Linked DNA regions of Rattus norvegicus: all the other regions are linked to region 2. The links are chromatin contacts, called in public Hi-C maps. All regions are on one chromosome and are shown on one strand. The core of a region is the stretch at or near the end of the contact, and the rest is flanking DNA. Distances in the headings are between cores, read along the strand shown.

Region 1 (3,418 bases), core at 559-3,058, 180 kb after region 2:
GGTTGAGGATGAAATACCTAGCAAACGTTACATCTCTAAGAGGAATAACCATGAAAATACCTAACTTCAATACCCATATATGTCCAGGTATCTGGTTGAAAATTATGGTTCCTGGGTCTGGATGAGGCCAAGATTTGTGCATTTTTAGCAACCTCTCAAGTGGTGTGGATGCCGTGGGTCCATCAGCCACACTTTGGATAGCACGTCGGGTCAGGGTTGCTTCTCTGAGGCAAAGATGCTTGAACTGAAAGCCACAGGATGTGGGAACCTTAAAGGAGAAGCCTTTAGGCCTTGGAACCAGCTTGTGCAAAGGCCCTCGGATGCTGGAAAAATGAAGAGAGCCAGCCAGGTGGTCGGAATGAAGAGTGGGCAGAGAGGTGGAATGTAGCTACGGCATCATGTGACCAGGCATGTAGGCCCACGTGTGAATTGTCTAGAGTAGTTTTCCTGGTAAGAGACGTCACTGAAGGCAGCTGAGTAAGAAAGAGATGAAATCAGGCCTCCGTTTGTGACCCTAGCATGGTGGGTCAGCGTGCAGACCTGTCTGGAAATGACTCTTTTCTCCAGAACTGATGAAAAGATGGAAGGACAAGAATGCTCAGGTTATCCTCTGACCGTCAACCAACGCAGCCTGGCATGTACACATACACATCATGCACTTACACGGCAATACATTTTTAAAAAATTAAGCACCTGCATTTTTAAAAAGATCATTCCATCTGCACCATAAATAACATGGAGAGAAGCAAGAGTGGACCCAGAACATCAGTCGGGAACTAAGGGTCCCACAGCACATGCTAAGTGGAGAACTGTGGAAGAGTTTTATAAGGGCCTTGGCATGAGATGAAGGCATTCCAAGGGCACACACCAAACAACGGGCCGTAGGTGGATGGTGAGGGTGCCATTCTCTCAGAGAGGGAAGCATTAGAAGACACCCAGATTACGGGGAGGGTGTTGCATGATTGTGCTCTTGGGGCCTCTAAGAGACATTCACGCATATGTGGGGCTACCAAGAGGTTGCTTCACTGACTCGGGACTCTGAGAAGAGGTGGGAATAGGAATCAGGTCTTGTCTGGGCCGATGGTGTCTAATCCAGATAGCAGGGAGGTAACGGTATGAGATGGGAAGGTATAAACGCTGAAGAGGAGGAGGAGGAGGAGCATGTGACGACCATGGAGAAATGAAGAGAAGAAAAAAGCCACAAGGTGAGACTTGGCAGTCAAGGGAGGAAGTTTAGAAGAGGTGGTCAGCAGTGCCAAACGTGTGGAAAATGGTGATCCAACCAAGTTAGGTGTGGGGAAACGTAGACTTGTTCCCCTGAAGAGAACGGAAGCTGAAGAGCAGAAGCAAGGTGCCAACAGATCCCTCCATCTGCATAAACCATACCGCAATTACTGAATTACACGGTCGCCTCCTCTAGAAACCACCTCTAAGGGCATTTTGTCCACCCTATAATCCTTCGGGCCTCACGCACTGCCTAGGATACAGTAGGCACTTAATACATTTTATCGATAAAATTAATGTGGAAGGGTGGAGAGCAGATGGATGAATGAGTGACGGGGAAGAACTGGAATAAAGGAGGAATCTAAGGCGTTTGTCCCCGCAATATCCTTCACCTTTTTTCTAAACCGCAATGGCCTGCAGCCCCAAAAAACAAACGACGGAGACCCCAGCCCCTCCTTCCACGGGGGCCTTGGCCCCCCCCCTTTATCTCTGACGAACAGTCTGGACCCAGGTTCTGCTGACGTGGGAAGGGGAGGAGAGTCTGGAGGAAGGGGAGGGGAAAGCAGCGCAGCGACCGTAGAGACGGAGGAGGCGCCCGCGGCTGCAGAGCTGCAGAGCGGGGTCTCCCGGCCCTCGGCGTCCCAGCCCTTTGCACATAGCTGGGCCAGACAACAGCTCATTCTCTCGGCGCGGCCGTCAGGGCCCCAGCGGTCGGCAAGCTGGCTCCCCGAGTAGCCACCGGGACCCCCGAGCCCAATGGCGGGGGCGGCAACAAAATCGACAGCACCGTGGAGATCGCCCCCGGCGCCAATGGAGTAAGTGTCTGTGCCCCGGGGCTTCCGGCGACCTCTCCCCGCCCGTGCCGCGCGCCCCGCCTCCCACCCGCGGCCCCCGCGTGCCCGCGGCCTCCCCCGCCTCACCTTCTCTCCCCCACCCCTCGCCGCAGCAGGTCGGGAGCCTCGGAGATGCGGTCCCCCCCGAGCAGCTGCAGGGTGAGCGGGAGCGCCGGCGGGAGGGGGAGGGCGACGCGCTGGGCAGCAGCCTGTCGCTGGCCGCGCCCCCGGGCCCCCTCAGCTTCGAGGCTCTACTCGCCCAGGTGGGGGCCCTGGGTGGCGGCCAGCAGCTGCAGCTCGGCCTGTGCTGCCTGCCCGTGCTCTTCGTGGCGCTGGGCATGGCCTCAGACCCCATCTTCACGCTGGCGCCCCCGCTGCACTGCCACTACGGCGCCTTGCCCCCCAACGCTTCGGGCTGGGAGCAGCCCCCCAACTCCAGCGGCGTCAGCGTCGCCGGCGCAGCCCTAGCAGCCAGCGCCGCCAGCAGAGTCGTCACCAGTACGGACCCCTCGTGCAGTGGCTTCGCCCCACCGGATTTCAACCACTGCCTGAAGGACTGGGACTACAACGGACTGCCCGTGCTCACCACCAATGCCATCGGCCAGGTGAGGCGGCCGGGCGGGACCTGGAGTGGGAGCGGGCCAGGGCAACGAGGACCCGGCCTCATGCGACTGCACCACTCTCACGTCCCCAGTGGGATCTGGTGTGTGACCTGGGCTGGCAGGTGATCCTGGAGCAGATCCTCTTCATCTTGGGCTTTGCCTCCGGCTACCTGTTCCTCGGTTACCCCGCGGACAGGTGAGGATGTTGTGGGGGGGGAGGTAGGGCTGATAGAAAAGAGGGATTGCTGACAGAGCTAGCCCAAGCAGCTGGGTTTGCAAGAGGACACGGATGGTTCCCTTGTCTACACTCGGCAGTCTCCTCTGGACTCCTGTGTAACTACTGTTTCGTCCCCCATCAAGAAATACACCTTCTATACCCACTTCCACACAAGGAAATGACCTCACACTCGTGACCTATTACTCCAGTCCCTCTCAGAAGATCTGTAGCCATCAGACAGTGGCTTCATCTCAAAAGTTAACAAGCGATTCTTCGGCCAAAACATTTCATGTCCCATCTCCCTCTCGGTGCCCTTACTATCCTAGATTCAATCTTCACTGGCTAATAGCTGACTCGTCTCGGTGGCCACATTACTAAAACTTAAATGTTAATTCCAGAATATAACCAGCTCTATTCCCATTGGCCGATAAGTCAAGTTCAGGAACGGACGACCCCATCTCTGACCAGGGCCCCATCCCCTACACTTGAACACTCTGTAGTAACTCTTCAGAGTGTAGCTAGATACACTCTGAAGTAACACT
Region 2 (3,535 bases), core at 514-3,013:
CCGCTTTCTCCCAATCAAGATTCAAGCCCATCTAGGCAGGCTGAAGCTCATTAGCTTGGTAATGGAGCACACGCAGCGGAGTACGGAAGATAACCAAGCGCTGTGAGAAACGGAGCTCCGGAACTGGAACTGTGGAACCGCGAGGGGAGCTCACAGAACCTCGTCTCTAACTGCCTGATGCCAGTGTCGCTAATGGACAGCAGCCTGCTGACCCACAGCAGGAAACCACGGGTGGTTTCCAAGGAGGCTCAGCCCTCCAGGGCTGTCAGGCCCTGTGGGGCACACAAAGTGGGCAGATGAGTTATTTCAGAGCTAGATATGGAGACAGAACCACCTGCCAGAGTACACCACTGCCCCGCCCCCCATACCAATGTGGTGCTCTTATCTTTACACCAATCGGAAAGCATGGTCGAGGGGGTGTGGCTACCTACACCTGTAACACCAGCCCTGGGGCGGATCACAAGCTTAAGGCCTATCCTGGGCTACACAGAAGACTACAGAAAGAGCCAAAGGAGTAGTAAAATAACCATGTAGGAAGTTGAAAGAGAAAACGGAAGTTTGTGAAGGATCAAAGCAGAAACCTGATAAATAGAACTAGGAGAATTAAGTGACAACTAGGATGAAGATTGGGAACCGGGAAGAATGAAATCCAAATTAGCTACTAAAGAATAGGGAATGATTTTTATAGAAGCGTACGCAAATTGGATTTTTCAAGAAAATCGCTACAAAAAAACTTCCCTTACAACAATGATTTTCACTCTCCAGTGAGGTTAAGTGAGAAACAAAAACAGCCCAAAGGGCCAGTCTCCCTCACCCAGCATTCTGCTGAGCATACAGAGGCCTATCTCCCTCACCAAGCATGCTACTGACGCTGATGATCTTCTCTAGGGCAGCCGGGACTTCAGCCTTCTCATGCACCACGGCCTCTACCTCACCCACGGCATAACCGAAATCCGTTGAATCCAAGTCCACTGTGAGCAGTGACTCCTCTTCATGGGCTCCAGATAAGGCCAGCTTCCAGGAACTTCGTGTAGTTATAAAACTAGCTACTTCCTGCAGCTTCAGTCGGCCCAGGACAGCAGCCACACCTGCAGTCTCCTGCTCCCCAGACCCCAGCAGTTCAAAGAGCTGGGTCACAATTGCAGATTCCGATGTGACTTCCACATACTCATTGTGAGGTCCTGAGACACCTGTTACTCCAGGACATTTGAACTCCCATCCACTACCTTCTCGTTGTCGCAGCCAGTGGTCAGACAGCATAAGGCTTAACTCAGAGGTATCATAGTACGTGTCTCGGAAGGTGACCCGGTGCTCCAGGGTGGCCCCCAACTTCTGCAGCCTTTCCTCTGTGTCAGGCCCTGGAGTAAACTTTCGCTCCACCTCAATCAAGCCCTGGGCCATGTTAACCTGCAACACACTTTTGTGAAGAATTCACTGCGTGCTCAAGGTGAGGACTAGTCATCAAAGACCCACTAGTCCTGGATGAATTTAAGATGCATATACACTGTCTCAGAGCCCTGCTCCAGTGACACAAGGCTCTACTTCAAGGTCTCACCGGGCTGCAACAATGGTGACAAGTCTCCAGTTAAATCCTACTACTGATAACCCGAAAGGCTCCCTAGAAAACAGGCCGTGATGCTGATGACCTATCTTCTCTTTACACCTTGCTACCCAAGGCCAGAATTCACTGCCCAGGAGGGCCTGCCATTCTTCGCCTAAGCACCATACAGCGGAACCTCCGGACACTCTTCAAGACCCCAGGGTCTCCTTCTCCCGGGACCCGGAAGTGGGGGAAGGGTGCCCACGCTACACCCGCGAGGAATGCCGGGAGCGGTCTCCCGCTCCGGACCTTAGTCCTGGCTTTTTACGCGCGAGTCCGGTCCCAGCACCAGCGGCCATATTAGACCGGTGTGGCGGTGCCGATGGCAAGCTAGGCCTGAGAGGTCTATTAGGTTACGTACGACCCAACCCGGTGGGCAAGAGGAGCAAGACCATCCTCTTGCCTGCTGTTCATCCTGGATCTTTTCTGGAGCCCCGGCATCGGCCAAGATCTCGAGCCTTAGCGTGAGCCTGGCACTCTGGGCCTGATGCATGATGGGAGATGTAGTTCCAAAGGGCCAACTCACCTTTCGTGGCCACCCGTCACTATGGTGATGAGAAACATGTAATTAGTGTCAGCCAGCCGGAATCTACCTAAAGCTCTACTGGAAGGCTTTGGGGGGTGTGGCGAACGGGAAGGGTAGTTCCTAACCCCTCCCAGTGTAGACGGTGGGTGGTCCTGATGAAACACAAACTATGGCTCCCAGGTGGTGGTGGCCTGTAATTCAATTTAGCCACTTGGAATATTTTTATAGTTTTTTTTTTTGTTGTTGTTGTTGCATGTTGTTGTTTTGGGTCTGTTGTTGTTTTGACCTAAGGATTTCATGTAACCCAATTTAGCCTGGAACTGCCGATTCCCCTTCGAGTGATTGCTGGGTTACATGTGTGAGCCAACGTGCCCTTACCTCTTTACTGGGACTTTAGAGGGGATCTAATACAAACTGGTTCAAAGGTTTAGAATAAAGATGAGTAGGAAATATTGTATCCGTGGAGGAAGTTGTTTTGAATGTGAATTAAGAGATGTGATGGGAGCGCTGGAGTGATGGATTCTCAGCACTTAAGTACACTTGCTGTTCTCACAGAGCTCTGGGATTGCCTTCCCAGCATTCTCTAGTTACAGGGGTTCTTACTCCCTCTTCTGGCACCCTTCTGTACTACAGACAAAACACTGGTACATATTCTTTTTAATGAGAGAGTGTATGAATGAATGAATGAATGAATGAATGAATGAATGAATATGATGGGATTACTGGAGGCCTAGATGAGAATAACTGCCTAAGTAAAGAACCAGAAACTAGCTACAGCACCTAGCCAGTATCTAAGCTGACAATGACTTGAAGTGTAATTGAGTGGCAGGTTGAAAAGCCACGAGTGAGTGCCAGACTCAGTCCAACAGTCCTGGAGGCAGCTCTGTCAGGAGTACAAACAGTAGTCAGGCAGAGTGGTGTGCACCTGGCTTCCCACCATCGGGCAAGCTGGGGCAAGAAATCACAGCTTGAGGAGAGCCTGTACAGACTGATTTCCAGCCACTCCTGGGCCAAGAGTGAGACAGGCAGGGAGCATTACGAGAACTTGGCATTTACAGACATGGCATTTTGAACGTGGGATGGCATTCAACAAATGCCTGCTTCTGGTCTATGGGCTGGATCTTACAGAACACAGAAAATACCAGTGCTTCCTGAGTCAACAAAACTGAAAAGTAAAGCCAAAGATCTGAGTGGGGAGGAAACAAGTCCCTGGCCCCAGCTCTTCTCATTAGCCCGATCTTCATCTGTTCTCTTTAGTAGACCCTGGCTGGCTCTTGGGCATGCTACTCCACCTGCCTCAGTTATATGAGGACTAAAGAGTCAGTTACAAAGTTTACTGTTACATTGAGAAACTCAAAATAATGGTTTTGTAACCAACCTCAATTTCGGTAGTTCTTGTTATTGTTATC
Region 3 (3,470 bases), core at 388-2,887, 200 kb after region 2:
GACACATTACAAGTATGGGGAAAGTACTAACAAAGCAATAAAAAACAACACCCCCAAACCCAAATCAGAACTTTCCTTAATACATACATTGCCAACGTAGATGGAACGGGCATCAGCCTCCATCTTCTCCTCAAGAGACATGATCACTGGGCCAGCTTTTAGAGGGGAAAAAAAATTACTTTAAGCAAGCACATTTCCTGCTTGGGTCAATACATAGACACTCCACCATCAGGTTAAGATGTGGGCCTGTTCTGCTATACCAACTACTGCCTATAACAGTGCCCGGCACATAGTAGGTCTCACTATACATTAGACAAACTACCTCTTAAAAACCAAAGAAAAGGGTATTAAGATTTTATGTTTCTCAAGTCGACTCTCTATCCAGCTTTGGCTGAAATGCCTCTCAGCGTGAACAAAACTCAATGTACCGAAACCTGACATTTTAAAAGAACTCCTCACAGCCATCAGTCACCTTATAAATCCTAATAAAGGGTCTCTCACTGAAAAGTGTTAAGATTTGAAGGTCAAATGCTAGCTGCTAATCGCCACAAGAGTACAGACAAACTAAGAACAAAGAGAAACACACTTATAAATGAGACAAAGGAAGGCACAACACTATCACCACCAAAACAGCCTGCGTCTAACAAAGGTCAGTAGAACACATAATGGACTATGACCACAGCACCTGCCCAGAAAATCTGCTCAGATGAGCGGCTTCAAGATCCCGAGCCTCTAATGCCCCGCTGCAGTCTTCCCCCACCACCCTATCAACCAAAGACCCCGACTGTATGTGCAAGAGGCCATTTACTCACCATTGCCTGGGGGTGGACTCATATTCATCTGTTTCTCTACCTCGTTTTGTAGCTCCTTTAGCTTCTCAGCCTCTTCCTCCATCTCCCTGACTCGAGCTTTGATCGCTTCTAGCTCCTACAATGAATGAGCAGGGCATGCAGTTAACCACAGACGCAGGGGCTGTGCCGTTCATTTTGTCTGGGCCTGGCCACAGCCATGCTCGGCCATTTCCCTCGCCTCGTGCGAGGGTCGTGATTGAAATAGAAAATCAATTTTTTAAAAAACACGCCGAAAAATAAAAAGAGCCAATTAATTTACCTTCTCTAGAGCCATCCTAGGCGCCCATGATGCCCCATCAGACCGCTCACGAACGGCCTCGGCCCGCCACCAGCCACGTTATTCCCCGCCCAACCCCACCCCCCGCCTGCCTGCCTCCTGCCCGTGCTCTGGGCCTCCCATGACCCGGCCCGCACGCTCGGCCTCCTCCCCTCACCGGGTCCTCAATGGCGCCGTCCCCGGGGTCGGTCTCAACCAGTCCCGGCTCTTCCTCCTCCTCCTGGCTGCCGGGGGCTCCCGAGCCGGGCCCAGGACCCGGAGCTCCCGGAGGGGCGCGGGGCCGGGGCGGCTCCTCTTCGGGCTCGGGCTCTGGCAGCAGCTCCCCAGGCTCCAGCTCCTCAGACTCCAGGCCGTTCCCGTAGTCCCCTGCGCCCCCCGGGTCCCCCTCCCCGGCCTCCCCACCGGCCCCGGGCACAAGATGGCGCCGCCGCCCCGGCCCGGAGCCCCGACCGCCCGCAGCCCCCGCTGCTGCTGCCGCCGCCGCCGCCGCCGCCATCGCCGCTCAGACTGGGGCCCGCCGCTCGGCGATTGGAGAACTGAGCTGGCCACGTCGAGGATTCATTAGTCAGTCAGCCTGCCCGTTACCTCGAGCTCGAATACTATTGGGGAATTCTACTTGGCAATCACACACGACCCCACCTCTAAGGCGGGCCACCGTGCCAAAATCTCTGAACCCGGTAGGTGAAATATGCCTGTCAATCAACACACCCCACCTCCTGTCGAGTCCTTAGGTAACAATAAGCCTGCACTGTGACGACTTCCCGCTCATCCTCCGCCCATGGGCGGGTCCACAACATGGAGGATGCTTGGCAATTGGCCCCTGACTGGTGAAGTGGAAAGGACCAATCTTCCAAACGTCTCACCGAAGTGGCCCATTCTTGGATGCCGATTGGCTTATGGGATTCGACGGGCTGACACCCGCTGTGCGACAGGTGAACCTTGCTCCCGAAAGGGTTGCCTGGCTTAACGATAGGAAATTCCTGGACTGAGTGTGGTGGCGTATGCCTTTAATACCAGCGCCCCGAAAGCGGAGGCAATCGGATTTCTGTGAGTTCAAAACCAGACTACTCTACAGAGTGAGTTCAAGGACAACCAGCACTACATAGAGAAGTAGCCTAAAGAATAGTATTTAAAAAAAAAAATCAACAAACCTCACTAATCTTCACTCAGACTTGGAGTTGTCCCATTGTTCTGCAGAGGTGATTGTTTTAGACTCTAACCCCTGCTTAGACTTAGCCTGTTTTCTTGCCTAACTTGTACAGCACCCTCTTTTTCCTGGCCAGCTGAAGTGTCAAAATTTCTTACTGTAGCCTTGGGGCTAGTTTGCAAGTGTCTCCATACTTCTCTCATTCCCCGGTTTTACCTGAGGTTCAAAGATTTAGCCTCTATCTGTGGAGTTTCTCCTAAACCAGACCTCAGTGAGAATGCCTTCCACCAGCTTTCCCATTCTATCTTGAGACAAGTGGGCCTATTTCCGCTGCACACTTAGCGATTCTGTGCTGCTTCCTAACTAGGTGGAGTGCCTGCAGACCAGGGCTCAAGTCCTGTTTATATTTGGATCCATACATGGTGGTACACTTAGCAGAGTACACATGTGTGATTATTGGAGGGCTACAACTTTTAGGTCCAGTTTCCTAGCTTCCAAACCCCTTTGAAGACCCCAGAGGAAATTCTCCATGTAGGTGCTCAAGACAGCTCTGCACCTTCAAGTAACCATGAGAGCTGGCTCTGGAGAAGAGAGTACGATAGCCACACCCCAGTAGAAATTTCACACATTTATAGAAATAAAGAATAGTAGTGCTAAATCTGCAAGAGGACTTTTTGTAGACAGACCAAACTACAAGTCTGGGGAGTAGATTCATACAAGCACAACCAAAAAGGTTAACTTGGTTGCAAAAGGGGAATGGGACAAAAAGGAATACGTTTAAGCAAAACACAGTCAGAAAGAAGCATGGCTTATGACCCCACTGCCGAATTCCTTACCTCAGGAGTTTGGGAGCTGGAAGCAGCGTCAAACTGTTGCTGGGGATTCATCCCAATTGAAGTTGATCACCGAAGTCAGGCACTAAATGAGTTCCAAAGAAAGGTCTCTCACACTGATTCTAACCAATTCAAATTTTGAAGGGTTTGCTGGCACCCAACTTAAGCAAGGTAATGAAGGGAAATGTAAGAACCAAATGCCTTCGTGCAACAACAGTGTTGTTGAGGCAGGACCTCACTAACTGACTCTGGCTGGCCTGAAGCTCAATTTATATAGTCGAGGCTGACTTTAATCTCACAGAGACCCGCCTACCTCTACCTCCTAAACTCTGGGATTAAAGGTGTGTGCTGGCACGTCCATC

What was found. A called contact is a pair of places that touch in the nucleus more often than the background predicts.
Region 1: a Hi-C map of frontal cortex shows a contact between it and region 2, with 2.5 times the contacts expected there. The contact joins the promoter of Slc22a17 here to the promoter of Thtpa in region 2. A contact is called at or near these places in 8 of 12 Hi-C or Micro-C datasets (the A7r5 cell line, the Rat2 cell line, Schwann cells and 5 more).
Region 3: a contact with region 2 is called in a Hi-C map of kidney, with 3 times the contacts expected there. The contact joins the promoter of Pabpn1 here to the promoter of Thtpa in region 2. A contact is called at or near these places in 8 of 12 Hi-C or Micro-C datasets (the A7r5 cell line, the Rat2 cell line, Schwann cells and 5 more).

What each region holds. Positions count from the first base shown.
Region 1 is chr15:32,357,170-32,360,587 of GRCr8, reverse strand. Slc22a17 (solute carrier family 22, member 17) reads left to right here and starts at 1,808. Exons shown (of 10, transcript NM_177421.3): 1 at 1,808-2,039; 2 at 2,171-2,662; 3 at 2,752-2,855. The coding sequence starts at 2,396.
Region 2 is chr15:32,536,126-32,539,660 of GRCr8, reverse strand. Thtpa (thiamine triphosphatase) reads right to left here and starts at 1,763. Exons shown (of 2, transcript NM_001007682.1): 1 at 855-1,763. The coding sequence starts at 1,401. It also overlaps a transcript of Zfhx2 not described here.
Region 3 is chr15:32,336,256-32,339,725 of GRCr8, reverse strand. It overlaps Pabpn1 (poly(A) binding protein, nuclear 1), which reads right to left and starts at 1,637. Exons shown (of 7, transcript NM_001135008.1): 1 at 1,286-1,637; 2 at 813-927; 3 at 88-155. The coding sequence starts at 1,624. It also overlaps a transcript of Bcl2l2 not described here.